Linked DNA regions of Mus musculus: region 2 is linked to region 1. Evidence: chromatin contacts called from public HiChIP or PLAC-seq data. All regions are on one chromosome and are shown on one strand. The core of a region is the stretch at or near the end of the contact, and the rest is flanking DNA. Distances in the headings are between cores, read along the strand shown. Region 1 overlaps Cnot2 (CCR4-NOT transcription complex, subunit 2). Region 2 overlaps Myrfl (myelin regulatory factor-like).

The links. HiChIP or PLAC-seq counts read pairs in DNA pulled down with a chosen protein or histone mark.
Region 2: a contact with region 1 is called in an H3K27ac HiChIP or PLAC-seq map of embryonic stem cells, with 5 read pairs. The contact joins two enhancer-like sites. A contact is called at or near these places in 1 of 15 datasets of contacts at CTCF or cohesin (large pre-B cells), 1 of 484 Hi-C or Micro-C datasets (nephron progenitors), 8 of 115 datasets of contacts at active chromatin or transcription factors (craniofacial prominence, embryonic limb bud, embryonic stem cells and 2 more) and 1 of 9 other capture datasets (embryonic stem cells).

What each region holds. Positions count from the first base shown.
Region 1 is chr10:116,559,836-116,565,303 of GRCm38.p6, forward strand. All of the region lies in intron 1 of Cnot2 (CCR4-NOT transcription complex, subunit 2), which reads right to left. Among named protein-coding and RNA genes, the nearest start is that of Cnot2, 19 kb to the right of the region's middle. Within about 2 kb of position 3,091, at least 36 of the 459 cell types and tissues checked have an H3K27ac peak or open chromatin away from gene starts, as enhancers often do. A contact at or near this core is called in embryonic stem cells, where this site is marked.
Region 2 is chr10:116,806,329-116,811,796 of GRCm38.p6, forward strand. The region is part of intron 13 of Myrfl (myelin regulatory factor-like); the gene reads right to left. Among named protein-coding and RNA genes, the nearest start is that of 4930579P08Rik, 80 kb to the left of the region's middle. Within about 2 kb of position 2,118, at least 9 of the 459 cell types and tissues checked have an H3K27ac peak or open chromatin away from gene starts, as enhancers often do. A contact at or near this core is called in embryonic stem cells, where this site is marked.

The DNA.
Region 1 (5,468 bases), core at 1,841-4,340:
TACAGTGTACTCATATAAATAAAAAATAAACTTTAAAAAAAATCTAAAAAATTAAATAATATATAACTAACTAGTGGCAGCCAGGTAAAATAGAATCAAGAGATTTCTGGCTCAAAATCCAGACTATATCATCTTTGAGCAAGAAAGAGAATACTTCCCTGTTTAGGAGGAACGCAGTCTCTAACTAGCCTAAAACTCAAGAGGCAGGCTAGGCTGGCTGACCAACTAGCAGCCCCAGAAAAGCACTTGTCTCCAGCATTGAGATTACAAGCCTGCATCACTGCACCTGGCTTTAGACAAAACAAAACAAACAAAACAAAACACTATGGGTTTTAGGGATCAAATTCAGGTCCTTAAGCACCTCTCCAACTGAGCCCAAGACATAGTCTTCTATGTAACTAACAAGAGCTTCAAGCTATCTAAAATAGTAGCTCTGAAACTAGAAACTAACACATACAACTTTACAATTGATTATTCAATATTCTTCTCAGTTATAATAGGCCACATAAACAGAAATCAGAAATAGAAAAGCCATACACTACCATGTACAAGATATTTAAAGAATACTATAAATTACCAAAAAAAAAAAAAAAAAAGTGTGTGTATCTGAGTTCATGCATGCGCGTTTGCTGAGGACTTTATCAAAGACTGTGGGCATAGCAAGTGTTCTACACCACTCAACTAAACTAACAGCCCCGTTCACATCAGGTATCGAGTTAGACCCTGGCAAGCGTGGAGGCTACTGGGGATGGGCCGTACCACATAAGCATCAGCTGGTAAAACCAAGGACTGACCTGCAGACTCCCAGTACCACAGAAGAGTGAAATTTGAATCATACCTCTAACCCAGGAGAAGTGACATTCTGAACTGCCCTTAAGGTCACTAGATATCTATCAAAACCTTAAGATTACTTACAGCCCTAGGCCTTCTGATAAAGGACAAATCCAAATCAAACTGTCAACCACGTGGACTGAATAAAGCTCCTGGGGAAAGCTGTTTGTACTGCGGTGTGCAGTGTGCAGGCTACAACTTGAACCCTTAGGTCAGTGTCCACTCTCAATCCTGCTAAGCGCATGTTCCCCATTGGTCTAGGCACCTATGTGTCATCTGCAATTCTTTCCATGGGGATTACAATGACTAGGAAGCTGGGTGTGGGGAGTGGGAGGTGGGGCAGAAATTCTGATCACACTAATGTATATTATTTTTTTATTTTTATTTTATTTTATTTTGGTTTTTCGAGACAGGGTTTCTCTGTATAGCCCTGGCTGTCCTGGAACTCACTTTGTAGACCAGGCTGGCCTCGAACTCAGAAATCGCCTGCCTCTGCCTCCCAAGTGAGTGCTGGGATTAAAGGCGTTGTATATTATTTTTTAATGATAAATTTTAAAGAACTGAATATGTAAAAAGGATGTCTTCTGATGAATGCACAGCTTTAGTTAACTAACTTCCAAAAGCAAAGTAATTCCTAAATCAATCTCTAAAAGACCAAACAAAGAAATACACCTAGGGTATACAGAGGATAAGTCATAATGAAAGACAGAATAAACAGATCAATAATTAAAAACATAACAAATGTGAAATGCAGGTAAACTCATACTTTGTGGAAATGTACAATTTTAAGTGCTTATATTTAAAAGACAGATCAAGCCAACCATCAAAGTTCACACCTCCTAAAACTAAGATGGCGTAATACATCCAAAGCAAGTATAGAGGGAATGATAAAGATGGGGGTCGGGGGCCACCACACTAAAACAAGTTAAACTAGCAAGAAAACAGCATCTAGAGCTTAGCTTTAAATAGACAAAAATAAATGCACCTTAGGTAGACTAACAAGTCAGAAATATCAATATTAGGAATGCAGAAAATACATGACTCCTGAGCCCCCAGGCACCAAAAGAAGGATAAGAAATACAAGAACTCTTACAAATAGACAATTTAAATGAGATGGCTTTGTCCTTTAGGTTCACTGGTAAGAGTCTGAACAGTCTTGCATCTGCTAATATTATTTAATTGACTAAGAAAACAACCACTACCCTCCTAGGCTCAAGGAGTCTCAAGGGTGTATAAGATATTTAAAGATACAATGTATCCACAAAGCAAATAAGGAGCTAATACCTCATTTTTATCATGTTTACACCAAACCAAAGACACTAAATGATGATGAAAAATTCAGATACAAATAAATACACCTATGGAGCAGATACACAAAAAAGATCAACAAAATGTCTGCACATAAAACTAAACAAAATGCCAAGGAGGTCTTCAGAGAAACGAGGCTCATTTAATATTTAAATTTCAATTAATGGAAAAAAGTCATTATTCAAAAAAAATTTTTTTAAACAAAGAAATAGTTCTCTCATGTGTCATTGTAATGAATATAGCAAAAGAAACTAGCCACATAATTACCGCAGACCATCTACTAACTCTCTTTTCACTCCCCTGTGTACAAAGTACTTCCCTACAGGAGGTTGGTCAGGTGCTGCTAAAGTATTCAAATGCTAAATCTGTACCCCAAGATCTGGTGGCTGCAAGACAAGCTTTTGTTGTGCAAACACCAGCTTTTGTTGTGCAAACCTTGCTCCCAAGTTTAAAACCAGTGGTAAAAAAAAAAAAAAAAGGCAACAGCTGACTACTGGGGAGAATAGAAGTAGGCGGGTTTTCAGCTACTCCGCTGGGGGTCCTGGGTAGGGACATGGGTGAGGGTGGAGAAGGAAAACGGAGTGAGTGAGAGAAGAAAGACTGGGAGGTCTCCATAAGTCTTGACTGGCCAACATCAAGTGCCAGAGTGAACTGCCTCCCCAGAACACCAGATTGCTCGAACAGAAATAACCTAGCAAGATTCAAACAGCGAGCATTTGGGGAGCAGAGTTGGGGAAGTAGCCAGACTAGTATTAGAGAATTAGATTATGGGTAATCCCCAGTAATTTTGCAGAGCCTAATAAATAAATCATAGTTTGATTCTCATTCATTTGAAGCTAGGCAGGGATAAGTGCAATTCTATTTTATACTTCCCCAAAAAGAGGTGAACAGACTTTCTTACTCCTGCCTCTCCACGGTCTTTGAATAGCCTTGACATACATGAAGAGGCATGTCTTTACATACACTCCACCTGCCTTCAACCCACCCACTCACACCACAGGAGCCAAATAGGCATAGGCCTGTATACTGGTTCAGATTCTAGAAAAGCAGAGAGCTTTGAAACTCCTCAAAAGAAATTAACTCAACTGGAAAGAAGTGTGGGGGAAATTCAAGCCTACAGTACACTCAAAAACACAGAGCATGGTGGCAACTTAAAGGACTAGAACTCAAGGTCAGTTGGTTTACTATAAAGAAAATTAGGGGGACAGATAGCTAGTAAGAGCCTTCTTGGGTTCAAACACCAAAGACTGGGCAGCGGTAAAAAGAAAAAGCCCATTACAGGGGCCAAACTTCAATCAGACAGACAATACACACCTCTTGAGAACCATCAAAGCCAACAGCGTAATTAGCACAACTAGTGAAGATAGATACCTGGGTGTGATACCAAGAAATTCTACAGACCTACAAGTGAAAGACACACAGATTTCACTGTTAAAAGAAATCACTGTCATCTTAGCCACGCCAATATCTCCAAGGCTTTATCCTCCAGAGTATGACATCAAATTCTTTCCAATGCAAAATATATACAATTTCATCGAAATAGCACAGCAAAGCCATTAAAGCAGTGAGAAGCCCAGAAAAGAGGAGCAGTGTGTGCAGAGATGCTGCCATATACTCAATACCTGGCCCTCCACAGACCACAAGTATAGAGAGTAATACACAAGGTAAAAAGCAGCCCAGTGTCACTCAACAGAGACTTCCAAGTAACCCTCATAAATATGGCCAGTAATTCAGGGGACCCATTAAATAAAGGCTTAGAAATAATGACAACACCCCATCAAATAATTATCTTTCAAAAAGATCTTAAGTCAGGCCTAGTGGTTGCTTTTTGGATAGAAGAGTCCTTAATTTTCCTATTTTGTCAAATCGTAATATAATTACAAACACTTTCCTCTTCCCTTTCATCCCTCCAACATTCCCACATCCCCCCTCCTTGCCCTTTCAACTTCATGGCTTCTTCTTTCATCAATTGCTACTATGTGCATACATGTGTACAAATATATACACATATATATTTCCTAAATACAACCTGCTCAGTCTATATAACACTACTCACATGTATGTTTTCACGGCTGACCATCTGGTATTGGGAGCCAATTAGTGCGCTCTTCCTGGAGAAAACTAACACTCTCACACACACACACACACACACACACACACACACTCTCTCTCTCTCTCTCTCTCTCTCTCTCTCTCTCTCTCTCTCTCTCTCGGCATTCCTTGGTGACTTGTAGTTCTGTGTCTGGCAGACTTTGCATGTCTATTGTTGCTGCCCTTCTCAGCTCATGTGGAGGCAGTCATGTTGGTGAGTATTGTAGCTTCAACCTTACCGGGAGACACAACCCCACTGGAGGAAAGCTCTTACAGTCAATCTTTCTGTCCCATCTTCTAAAATGTTCCCTGAGCCTTAGGTCAGGGAGTGCTTTGAGGTAGCCATTGGGACTGATTCCACAGCTTTCCACTTTGACGAGCTGTGCCTTTCTGTAGTGGTTTCTGTCTATTACAAAGAGAAGTTTCCTTGAGGACGACTCTGACTCCAGTTCTGAGGAGGCCCAGACATACTAAAGGCCTTTCTAGACTAGGCAGTGAGTTCATGGTCACTCTGAGCAACCGAATGAAACCTTGCTTCAATTTAAAAAAAAGTAAGAGAAGGCTGAAGATATAGCTTCATAAAGGGGTGTTTGCCCAACGTGTAAAGACTAAGATTCAATCCCCACGTTCAAATCCCAGTTCTACCAAACAAATAAGCAAACAAACACCTAATTCAACATTTAAAAAAAACAAAAACAAAGAAAAAAGGTAACAGAGTTGACAAGAGAAAGGTAAAGAAAGGGGCTCAAGCTAGCAAACTATGAAACTTGAGGAAATGGACAAATTACTAAAACATTATCAGGCTATCAAAATTGACAAAAGAAATAAGACAGTCAAAACTAGACCCATCACAAGTAAAGAGACCGCATTAACAACAGAAAATTTTCAAGAGGGAAGGCACGCGCCCAGAAGGCTTGAGTGATAGACTGGAAGAAAAAACTTAGTTTCACTTCAAACTATTCAAAACAAACGACTAGCCAGAAACCTTCTCACTAGCATCACTACCGTCAAGACGGCCACTGCCATGACATGGAAAGAAACTACAACTACGACGTAATATGAGCAATAAATGAGATGGGGTTATCCCAGAGACAGGACTTGCTCAACATACAATATTGTGCAATTTAATGTGCATTTTTAAATAAGGGACAAAACTCGCACATCATTAAAGGATATACAACTACAACCCTAACACTTGTAAAGCAAAGGCGGTGAAGGGACACCCTCGGTGGACACAA
Region 2 (5,468 bases), core at 868-3,367, 250 kb after region 1:
TTATCATTTAAAAATTTTATACATACTGGGAAAAAAGAAGCCAGGCAGGCAAAATGAATAAAACCAGATCCTCAAATAAATCTTCATTATATATGTTATATGTAATATATTATTTATGTGCATATATATATAAATTTGCCTTTTAAATAATGTGGTATTTTACCTTACATTCTCATTCAAGTGTGAATCTACCCTCTAATTGTTAAATGCATAGATCAGGTGGGCGGCTACACGGGTACAGGCCAAGAAACCAGCAAAGGACACAATGTGACTAAAAGAAAGGACATTCTAAGGGAGTGGGGTCCGAAAACCAACCAAATGCAGCCCACACGAAAACCCCATCTGGAATCTTAACTGCTTTGTAAGGCTACAAAGATGGAAACTATTTCCTATCTTTAACCATGATCAAGTATAATAAAAAGACATTTCTGACCCACTAACAGTGAGCATGTTCGTTGTGGTCTCTAAATACTGCTCACTGAAGGGATCCAGGGATCTTGTGAGGAGGAATAGCCCCAGATTTGGGGCAGGCAGGACATGAAGAGAGAGCTCAGACACCTCTCTGTCAAAGCAGAAGATGACCACCCACGACTGTGAGTGTGTCAGAGTAAGCAGGACCCCCCTGAAGAGGCCAGAGGACATCAAAGGGCACACCTCGGGAGTAGATCAAAGGGTCATATGTGTTTTAAAAGCACCCACTGGCTATACCCAATTTAAAAATGTTTTATTGGTTGCCTTCAGAAGACATTAGAGGTTTAACTTTCTCTTTCAGAACACTCATAAATAAAGAAAGGAATGAACCTTTCGCTTCCTCAACTGTACGTCAACTATATATCTGGTGAGGAAATGTTCTTCGTTTTAATAGAATGCCAGTGACCAAAGAAAGAATGACAGAATATCATTGTTTGCTAACCCCACCAAATGATGGAACGTAATAGAAAATTTTTTAATTGTTTCTTAATGGCTGCCCAAACTATATGGACATCTGTATGCCTTTCGTGTTAAATTTACATAAAAACAAAACAAAACAAAAACATTTGTGAAATTTCAGCCCCGACTATCGTAAAATTTACCATAATTGGTAATTTTTTCTACATGGTAATGGTATGGTAGTTCCATTTTTAAGAAGTGGTCCTTCCCCTTCAAAAAGATATCAGGCTGGGAAGATAGCTCGTCAGGTAAAGCCTTGATTGTGCAAGCACAAAGATGTAAGTTAGGGACCCAGAACCTAAGGGGAGAGAAAGTCATGCAGGCACGGTAATACTCTAGCTCTAGGGAGACAGAGACGGGCAACCCCTAGGACTCTTTGTCAGACACTCACTCTACAGCAAGCAGCAATCCAATGAGAGACCCTGTTTCAAAAAAACAAGGTTGATGGCGTCTGTCTCTAAGGAATGATAGCCAAGACTGACCTATGACTTACACACACACACACACACACACACACACACACACACAGATAGACAGACATATATAGATATAAAGTATCTATAATAAAATGACATAACTCTGAAACTCAGTTTAAGTAATTGAGTTGAAGAAAGATAAGCATTTGTAGCAGGTTGGAACTGGAATCTTAGATGCTCTCTGTAGGCGGACTTGTAGCCAACCCCTGAACTGAGCACAGGGTCCTCCTCAATGGAGGAGTTAGAGAATGGACCGAAGTAGCTGAAGGGGTTTGCAACCCCATAGGAAGAATAACATCAACCAACCAGAATTCCTAGATATCCTAGGGACTAAGCCACCGACCAAGGAATTCACATAGAGGGACCCATGGCTCCAGCCGCATATGTAGCAGAGGGTGGCCTTGTCAGGCATCAGTGAGAGAAGAGGCCTTAGTCCTGTGACAGCTTGATGGAATGCGAGGGCGGGGAGGTGGGGAGTGAGTGGGTGGGTGGGTGAGGAACAGACTCATAGAAGCAGGGGGAAGGACATAGGATAGGGTCTTTTGTGTGTGTGTGTGAGAGAGGGGGTGTTTTCTTTTTTACATTTCAAATGTTATCCCGGAAAAGCGGATATTGCAGTGCTATATTGAAACGTTGTCACCCTTGGGCTGTGCACAGAGCTTTCAGAAGTGGGTCACTGGGGATGAGCCTTTGAGGGGTGTAGCCCAGGCTAGCTGCAGTCTGAGTCCTCATCTCCCGCTGCCTCATATTCTTGCCGCCATGAGCTACTCCACCACCAGGTACTAAACCTGAGTCACAATAAATGCTTCCTCCCTTAAGTAAATTCCGTCAGGTGTTACAGGAGTGAGAAAAAATAATTAATATACTCTGGACTCTGAGGAAGATGGGTGTGGGTTTCATTTCTGTGGTGGTTTGAATGAAAAATGCACCCCACGGGCTCACAGGGAGTGGTACTATCAGGAGGTGTGGCTTTGTTGGAGTGGGTGTGGTCTATTGGAGGAAGTATGTCATTGTGGGTGGGCTTTGACTTTTTTTTTTTTTAGAAGCTCAAGACACGCCCAGTGGCTCATTCTCTCTTCCTACCGCCTTTAGATTCAGATGTAGAAGTCTCAGATACCTCTCCAGCACCCTATCTGCCTGCATGCCGCCATGATGATAATGGACTGAACCTCTGAACCTGTAAGCCAGCCCCAAGTCGAATGTGGTCCTTTCTGAGACTTGCCTTGGTCATGGTGTCTGTTCCCAGCAGTAAAACCCTAATTAAGACAATTACTATTTTAATTTTATGTACATTAAAACTATTTTGGAGCACTGGAGAGAGGGCTTAGTGGCGAGAAGTGCACACAGCTCCTACAAAGGATGGGAGTTTGAGTCCTGGCAGCCACGTGGTCCCTCGAAGTTGCCTGTAACTCTAGTACCAGAGGGAATCTGATGCCTCTGACTTCTGGCCTTCTCGGGCCACTGCACTCACATGCACAGCACCAAAATAACAGTGATGGTGATGATGGTGATGGTGATGGTGATGATGATATGGGGGAGGAGGAGAGATTCATTAAAAAATTTTTTTTCTTTAAAAATTAAAAGATCTTCTGACAGAAACTGCTTTAAGGTTTCTAATGACGGTTCAGGCTTTCCTTTTGTTTAATAAAACTAAGGCAGGAGTTAATGAAGATAAGAATAGCATTCCGTGATTCCAAGACATCGTGGGTGTCATATTGCTACTCACTAAGCTTAGATTACAGGGGACGTTAAGCCACAACAAGGGGAATGTTTACAGCGGGTCACGTGGTCAGTAGATAACCAATTCAGCCGCCCAGATCCCGTTGCCCTTCATCCTCTCTGGCCTCTTCCCCCTCCACTCACACACGGGCAATCTACTCTCCTACAGCTCCCAAGCCCAGCCCACCCCACCCCTTTTCTCCACCATGTCCTGCCCTGCACACCCGCTCCTTTCTCTGCTTCTTTTTAGAGAAGGTTTTCCTCAACACAGTGTGACTTAGCTCTAACCCAAGCAGTGAAGAATGGTGAGGTCCTCTCCTAACTACTAATCAACTCTTCCCGCCATGCCTCCCCCAGAGGATTTCTAAGCCTGTCTTAGGAGATATAAGCAATTGCTGCATATGCCTAGTTATGTGTCAATAGTGATAAAAGGCCAGCTCTAATTTCTCTAGCTCAGAGTTTTTGGCACCATAGATCTTGTAGGAATCCTATAGGCAAGGAGATAATTCACATGTTTTCCTATTTGAGAAGTAATAAAGATGCAGGGAGAATTTATTACTTCTTACTGCTTATAATTATGGCCTGTCCTGACTTTACGGAAATTTCTAGGATCTTTTATTGCAATCAACTATGGCTAGAAGACTTAAAATTCTGACTTTTGTCCAGCATCTCAGTGAAACTTGTCAGTATGTTTAAAAATAGCTGTAAACGCCCCTGACCCTCATAACAGAGGCTCACTGAGAGTAATTGACCAGGAATGTCTATCTGGATGCTCCGGGACTGTTTTCTTCATAGACACGTCTAGTCTCCATGTCGAGGTTTGAATTAATTAATGCTGAGAGCATATACTCTACACTGAAGCAATTGGAAAGGTTTTCTTATTGATAATCACCCTTGGTTATAAACAACTGAACTTGAGCTGCGCGTGGTGGGGCACGCCTTTAATCCCAGCACTCGGGAGGCAGAGGCAGGCGGGTTTCTGAGTTCGAGTTGAGCCTGGTCTACAGAGTGAGTTCCAGGACAGCCAGAGCTATACAGAGAAACCCTGTCTTGAGAAACCAAAAAAACTAAAAAACAAAAAACACCCCTGCCCCCCACCCCCAAAAATCAACTGAACTTGATTCAATTACTTAGCTCTGTTCTGCTGTGAATGTGTGGTCACCGTGGTCACCGTGTCTCATTCCACAGTGGGGAGCTCTGGGTCCCATTCTGCTGTGATTAGTTAATCAGCACCAAGTGGGGAAGGAAGCTCAGGGAAGATGAGCTGCTGTCTGGTCGTCCACCTTTGCTAGAAAAGCAGCAGCGAGCTGCTCACCTGGGCCACTGAGATGAGTTTACGCTCTGGGACCCTCACGGTGGAAGAACAGAACCAACCCTGATCAGCTGTCCCCTCCCACCCACGCGTGTACGTGTGTGCCGTGGGAAGCGTGCGTGCGGTTACTGACTGCCCCACACCCCACAGACTTTCTTATCCACTGCTGGCACAGAATCAGCCCCTCCTCGTCACGCACTCAGGCTGTGTCAGGCGTGGAGGTTCCTCAGCAGCTGGAGGGAAGAAACCTGACTCAGCAGGCAGACACAGCTCCTGCCTTCAGAGTACACTGTTCAGCGGAGAGACGGCCATTAGTAAGAATAAAGCCAAGAAAGCACATAGATTAACATTGTTGTGTGTGGTGTTGTTAGCACTGCGATGGAGGCCAAACCACTGAGAGGGAAAATGATCATCCCGGCCTATAGCTATTAGGACAGCTCTTGAAAGTTAGCTTTCCTTTCTTTTTCTTTTTTAAAGAGTACCAGGAAGGAATAAAATAGCAGAGGCAAATGGAAGGGTTTTCTTTTCCTCCTCCTCCTCTCTCTGACACACACACACATACACACACATACACCTATATACACACACCTACATACATATATATACCTACACACACATACATACATACACACATATACACCTGCATACTCACACACATACACAGGCATACACTTATATACACATACCTACAAACATACACACACATACACACATATACACCTACCTACATACACACACCTACACACACACACACCTATATACACATACCTACACACACATACACCTACCTACACACACATACATATACACATACACACATATACATCTATATACACACACCTACATACATATACATACCTACACACACACATACATACACACATATATACCTACATACACACACACAGACATACACCTATATACACACACCTACACACATACACTTACCTACACACACACACATATACACCTACCTACATACACACACACACATACACCTACCTACACACACATACATATACACATACACA